Linked DNA regions of Mus musculus: region 1 is linked to region 2. The links are chromatin contacts, called in public ChIA-PET maps. All regions are on one chromosome and are shown on one strand. Each heading gives the region's core, a stretch centred on a gene start, on an enhancer-like site or on the middle of the called end of the contact. The rest is flanking DNA. Distances are from core to core; before and after follow the strand shown.

Region 1 (2,819 bases), core at 22-2,521, 180 kb before region 2:
TTAAGAAAGTTGTATTGAGTCCTATTTTGATTGACTTCTTGCTTTGTTTGTTTCTACTGCAGGGGAATCTGTTGAAAGTGTGTTGTTGAGTTTAAAATGGCATCCCTGTCTTTATCCTGCTTACTCACTCTTACCTCACAAAATACGTTCAGTTACCTTCTGTTCTGACACTTCCTTCCTGTCTCTGTCCAGGCCAAGCCAGTTCTCAACCATTTTCATGGATGATCAGTGCAGTGCAGGATGACCTTCACAAGCACTGTCCCATCTCAGTGCAGTGCAGGATGACCTTGACAAGCACTGGCCCACTTCAGTGCAGTGCAGGATGACCTTGACAAGCATTGTCCCATCTCAGTGCAGTGTAACCATTCTCTGGTTGCAGATGATTTAGACCCTATAGTGTCTCCACCTTGACAGGTGCTCTTTGTGTGTGTGTCTGCATATATGATGGACATATCTGTGTTCATTTGTGTGAGTGGAGACCAATCTTGGGTGCTATTCATCACCATCTACCTTGTATTTTGTACAGGGTCTCTCACGGACCTATAACTCATCTGGTAGGCTAGCCTCTAAGCCTCAAAGTTCTACCTAGCTCTGCCTCCTGGTGCTGAGATTATAAAAATGGGCCATTCTTCCAGATTTGTATATGTATGTGTGGAGGAGTGGGTAGATTTTGAGAAACTCACTCTGTAGATCAGGCTGGCCTCAAATTCAGAGATCCATTTGCCTTTGACTCCTAAGTGCTGGGATTAAAGGCATGTGCCTCAACCTCCAGGCCAGACATTTTCTTAGTTTACATAATAGAGATTGGCACTCAGGTCTTTTAGCACTTCACTCAGTTACCTCCCTATCCTGACAGATGTGTTTTAAATGTGCATTCTGTAGAAGATCAAACATATAGATGAATGAATACTCTTGTAATATTTGGCTCCATTTCCGGATAAGTCTACAGGATATTGGTAAACAGTGAAGTCATTTAGTTGAAATTGCTGTGTGGTTTTCCTTGTTAATAGTAAGAGATGCCATTATATCAACCCTCAAGAATGACAGTAATGGCCATTGGTTTGGATATTTGGGGAATTTCATCAGGAGACTCCAGTGCTGGGATCAAACCTCTGGGTGGGGCTTCATTTGCTCTAACCACATTTGACCATAGTTCCATAGTTGACAAATGCCCACTCAGCCCACTCAGATTTGATTAGCCTCGTAGAGTCTGTTGCCTTTCAGAGTCCCATCCCAGGATGTAGTTCTATACCACTAGGGGGAGCATCAGACCTTGAGCTAAGAGTCATTCCTGTTAGAGAACACTGCCTCTTTCGGTGTTGCTCCTAAGTGGCCAGATAGTGAGGGGACTTGACAGTGGGTGGATCTTGTCTGCTAAGGATTTAGATTTGCCTGGTAAAACTCAAAGAAAGTTGGGGGAAGTGCCATTATTTCCCAGACGAATCTGAATTGATGAAGGCAGGCTGTACTGATCAGAGACAAGCCCTTAGGGAAATGAAGTGCTGAGGAGAGATTCTGCTCACAGGTAGAACAGTATATGCTAATTAGTATCGTGCATGAGGAAGAAAAAGAGCAGTCAGTACATGACAAATTTGAACTCAGGAATGAGGAAGGATTTTGTGTTTAGAGATGAGATTTTGAAAGTCTAAGTCATTTTTCTCAAGGGGCCTAGAGATGCCTGTTTATTGCTTTTTTACAGATGTGAGGTGAAATCTATATGTAAAAGATGCGATCCCAGGAACAGAGGTCAAAATGAGCTAGTGGTGCTAAGAGAGAACATGAACTTAGCAGTGCATAATGGAAAAAGGTATAGGTGAGAGTTGACCTATCTGGGTACAGAAAGTATAAAGCAGTCTGCCTACCTGTCTGTCTGTCTGTCTGTCTATCTGCCTGCCTGCCTGCCTGTCTGTTTTAATCTTAAGACAGGGTCTCACTCTGTAGCTCTGGCTATACTGGGATACAATATGTAGAGCAAGCTGGCCTCACACTCACCTTCCTCTGCCTCCTTGTGCCATGATGCCCTGCAGGATTGTTTCCTTTATTTGTTGAATTTTATGCATTAAAGAACTATTTCAAATATTAGCATACAGGGAAAAGCAGAACTTAATAGCATGACAAAGCAAAAGCAAAGGCCTTGTAAAAAGAATATTTATTATGCAAGTACAGAGTTTGTTGAAAGCAGTTACTTCCAATTGTTGCCCATTCTGCATATACAATGTAATTTCCCAGAACTAAAGAAGGATATTTTGACAAAATGTTTTTATTTTTTCAAATAGATTTATCTGTGACTCCTTGCAGCCTTGAGCAATACGTCATTGCTATCTCCTTATACAGTGATAACATGCAAAAGAATATTATGGAGAGACTGAGTCACTAGAATTGCCTCATTATAACAACATGGTCCTGATTCTGTAAATGTTCTGTTCTGTTTTTGAGAAGAGATTAGGAAAGGAAGTAATCATATTAAGACAGTTTGTATCATATAATTTGAGATCTAGTACCTAGCACAGCACCAAGTAGGTAAATATCAGAATGTTTCTAGAACAAGTGAATTCAACCTTTCTGTGCTTGCATTAATATTTGCTAATATGTAGGACTGCTTTCACTTACTCTGTTTATATGGTATAAACTCTTAAGAAGTTTTGTAGGGGATGGAGAGATGACTTAGAGGCTAAGAACATTTGCTGAGCTTACAGGGGACCCAGGTTCAGTTCCCAGTACCTTCAAGGAACTTCATGACTATCTATAACTCTAGTTCTAGAGGATCCAATACCCTTTTTTGGCCTCTTCAGATACTGTATGCATGTGGTACACAGACA
Region 2 (2,803 bases), core at 208-2,707:
TGATGTGATGGATGGATAACTGGGGCAAAGGTGCTGGACTCGAGGATGACTTCCGAGAACTCTAGACTGGAACAGTTGAGTAGCTGATTTTCCTGTGTATATCTACATCCCCCTAAGAACCATCCACCAGAAGGTCTCACTTTCCTCATTACTGTGAGTCTCCCAGCTGCCTTGTCTGCTTCTGCACAGTCTCCTTCCATCTCATTTCCTGGACAGCAGGCCAAAACATTTTTCGGAAAGGGAATAATGAAAATCTAGTTTTTAAATTGTTTTGGTGACTCTGTTCCTGGTATTATCATTAGGTGTAGTTGGTGCCGCTTTGTCTTCTGTTCACTGCGCCTTAACTTTCAGTCTCCTTTCAGGTTCCAAAATGGACTCGCTTTCTCCATATTCAGCTTCTTTACATAGAGTTCTGCCTTTGAATGTTTATAAAGGTTACATTATTCTGCAGCTCTTGGATAAGTGTCCTTTCCTTTATATTCCCACGGGTTGCCAATTCATCCCACCATTTAACACCAGTGTGCTTGGAAGTGTGTCATTGATGTCTCCCACCAGGATCTGTGAACTCACAGACCTCCAGGCCTTTCCTCAATATATGCAAGTGTATATGGAACGGTTTAGTATATGTGGAACTGTTAATGTGGGACTGTTTGTTTAGTATATGTGGAAGTGTCTAGTGTATATGGGACTGTCCAGTGTATATGGAACTGTTTAGTATTTATAGAACTGTTTAATGATTATTTGGGGCCCCTCATTTGCAATAAAAATCATAATGAACAATATTTAAACATGTTAAGGAGGAGAAGGAAAAGGTAATTGGGGACAGCTAGAAATTTCCTGTTGGAAATAAACCAAATTTTACCATTAGTTTCCTCTTGAAGTCCCTGGAACAGACTATTTTAGTCCTATAATATCAAGTAGGCTTTATTTCCCGTGTAAAACAAACCAGAAGCAGCTGAAGTGGAGAACGTACCACTTTTACTTTATTTAAGGAGGAGGTGAAGGACAAGAGTGGCAGACTTGCACAGGAAGACCAGAATTAGGGCAAGGTTACCTAAGTGTTTTCAGCGAAGGATCTTCGCTTCCTTTCCAGTCTAAACAGTGTACCATCTTGATTGAGATGCACTATTAAAGATGCGTTCTTTCTGTAATCCAGAGTGTCCTTAGCTCTCCTTAGAATGGCGTTTCCTGTGGTGCTGCATGATTTGTAGTTCCTTTTCTTGACAATTTATTTCCCTTTACATTCCAGTACAAAGTTATAAGTACCTGAAACACTTTCTTTTTAATGTCCTTGAAGTTCTTTTTTAATGCTGCCTTTTTAATTTAGAACTAAGTTATACAAAATTTACAGTCACCTAGGTGTGATGAAGCTGTAACCCCTGCGTGCAGTGGCAGAGGCAGGAAGGTGGAGCGTCTAAAGGCCGTCTAGGCTGTAAATCGTGACACTGCCTCAGCTGTGCAGGAAGCAGAGCAGCACACACAGCTCACGTGACTGTGGGCAACTTTGTGTGCTTTTCCTTTCTCCTTCTACAGAAGGACTTGTTTTTCACCCAGATGAGTGGCACCACTTCAGAATCTTTGAAGTATGTACGTCTTCCTAGCTCTGCATCATTCTCTGTGGATGAAACGGTGTGCATCCATGATAATACTGTCTAGTGTGATCATCCTGGCCATAGGAGGGCTGTATGATGGAAGGTGTTCTGAACAGTTAAGACTTTCAGCAAATGAAGCAGGGTGCTCCTGATAGTCGGGTGTACAGTCTTCACAGCTAGAAACAGTTTTCATCTACATCAGGAAATCCCATGAAGAAGAACTATCTGCATTAGCCAGCAGAGGGTAGTGTGTGCATGAAAGTGAACCACTGGCTTGTGAGGCTCCTTTGGCAAGTGTGTTAGAGTTCCTAGATGGCGTATGTGTACAATTAGCAATACTGATAGGACAGTGGTTACGAGGCTCTGTCTAAAAGCTGAGATCTAAAGTGTGTGCTACCATAACATTGCTGTTCCACGAAGAATGTCCTTTAAATGTCAGGCTCCATTTTGAAGGACCCACTAATCTACCATGTGGGAAATTGACTGAGTCATCTATATGTGTTCACATAACGTCTCGTTTTTTAAAAGGACAGAAGAATAATGAGAAAAGCATTGAGCCTTTGATGTGTGACTTGGGCAGCAACCCCACAGTGCTGCTTCCCAGCTGTATGCCTTATGGCAGATCGTTCAAGCTCTTTCAATCTCTGTTTCCCTATCTCCAAAACACAGATGAAAAGAATGCAGAAAAATTAAATAATTACCATAGACAAGACCCAGTTGGTAACAAATATAGTAGTGCTTTTATAAATGAACCCGTCTCTTTCCTGTAACATTTACAATTGCTGATTGTCTTTGAAAGGAGAGAGGTGTGAGAGCTATTGGTTTCTGATGGTTTCTGTGTTTTCCTCCCGAGCTTAGTTACTGGCTGAGAAATGACAGGAAGCAATAGTGTTGTCAGATGCAAGGTTTACTTAAGGAGGAGTTGATACGAAAGAGAGCTGCAAACTTCCAAGGGAAGGCAGTTGTTCATTTCTCTTTGACACCCGCTTTTACCAACAGCGCTACTACTCCTAAAGTGGGCATTGTGGCCTTACTCTTCATCTCCACAGCTTTCACTTCTGTGGTTTCCCAGCTGTGACTTTCTACTTCATATGCATGCAGTATTTCTGTTCATTAGAAATGTACAGAATTGTGGTTCTGCAATACATAAATGATAGATACCATGATTGATCTCCGTGGGTGGGTGTGGGACGGTTATAAAAACCAAATAA

Evidence for each region. ChIA-PET counts read pairs in DNA pulled down with a chosen protein or histone mark.
Region 1: a contact with region 2 is called in an RNA polymerase II ChIA-PET map of memory CD8 T cells, with 5 read pairs. The contact joins two enhancer-like sites. A contact is called at or near these places in 2 of 115 datasets of contacts at active chromatin or transcription factors (CD8 T cells and memory CD8 T cells) and 1 of 9 other capture datasets (liver).

Annotation. Positions count from the first base shown.
Region 1 is chr10:30,717,588-30,720,406 of GRCm38.p6, reverse strand. The region is part of intron 3 of Ncoa7 (nuclear receptor coactivator 7); the gene reads left to right. Among named protein-coding and RNA genes, the nearest start is that of Ncoa7, 84 kb to the left of the region's middle. Within about 2 kb of position 1,271, at least 27 of the 459 cell types and tissues checked have an H3K27ac peak or open chromatin away from gene starts, as enhancers often do. A contact at or near this core is called in memory CD8 T cells, where this site is marked.
Region 2 is chr10:30,537,280-30,540,082 of GRCm38.p6, reverse strand. The region is part of intron 12 of Trmt11 (tRNA methyltransferase 11); the gene reads left to right. Among named protein-coding and RNA genes, the nearest start is that of Gm22623, 45 kb to the right of the region's middle. Within about 2 kb of position 1,457, at least 31 of the 459 cell types and tissues checked have an H3K27ac peak or open chromatin away from gene starts, as enhancers often do. A contact at or near this core is called in memory CD8 T cells, where this site is marked.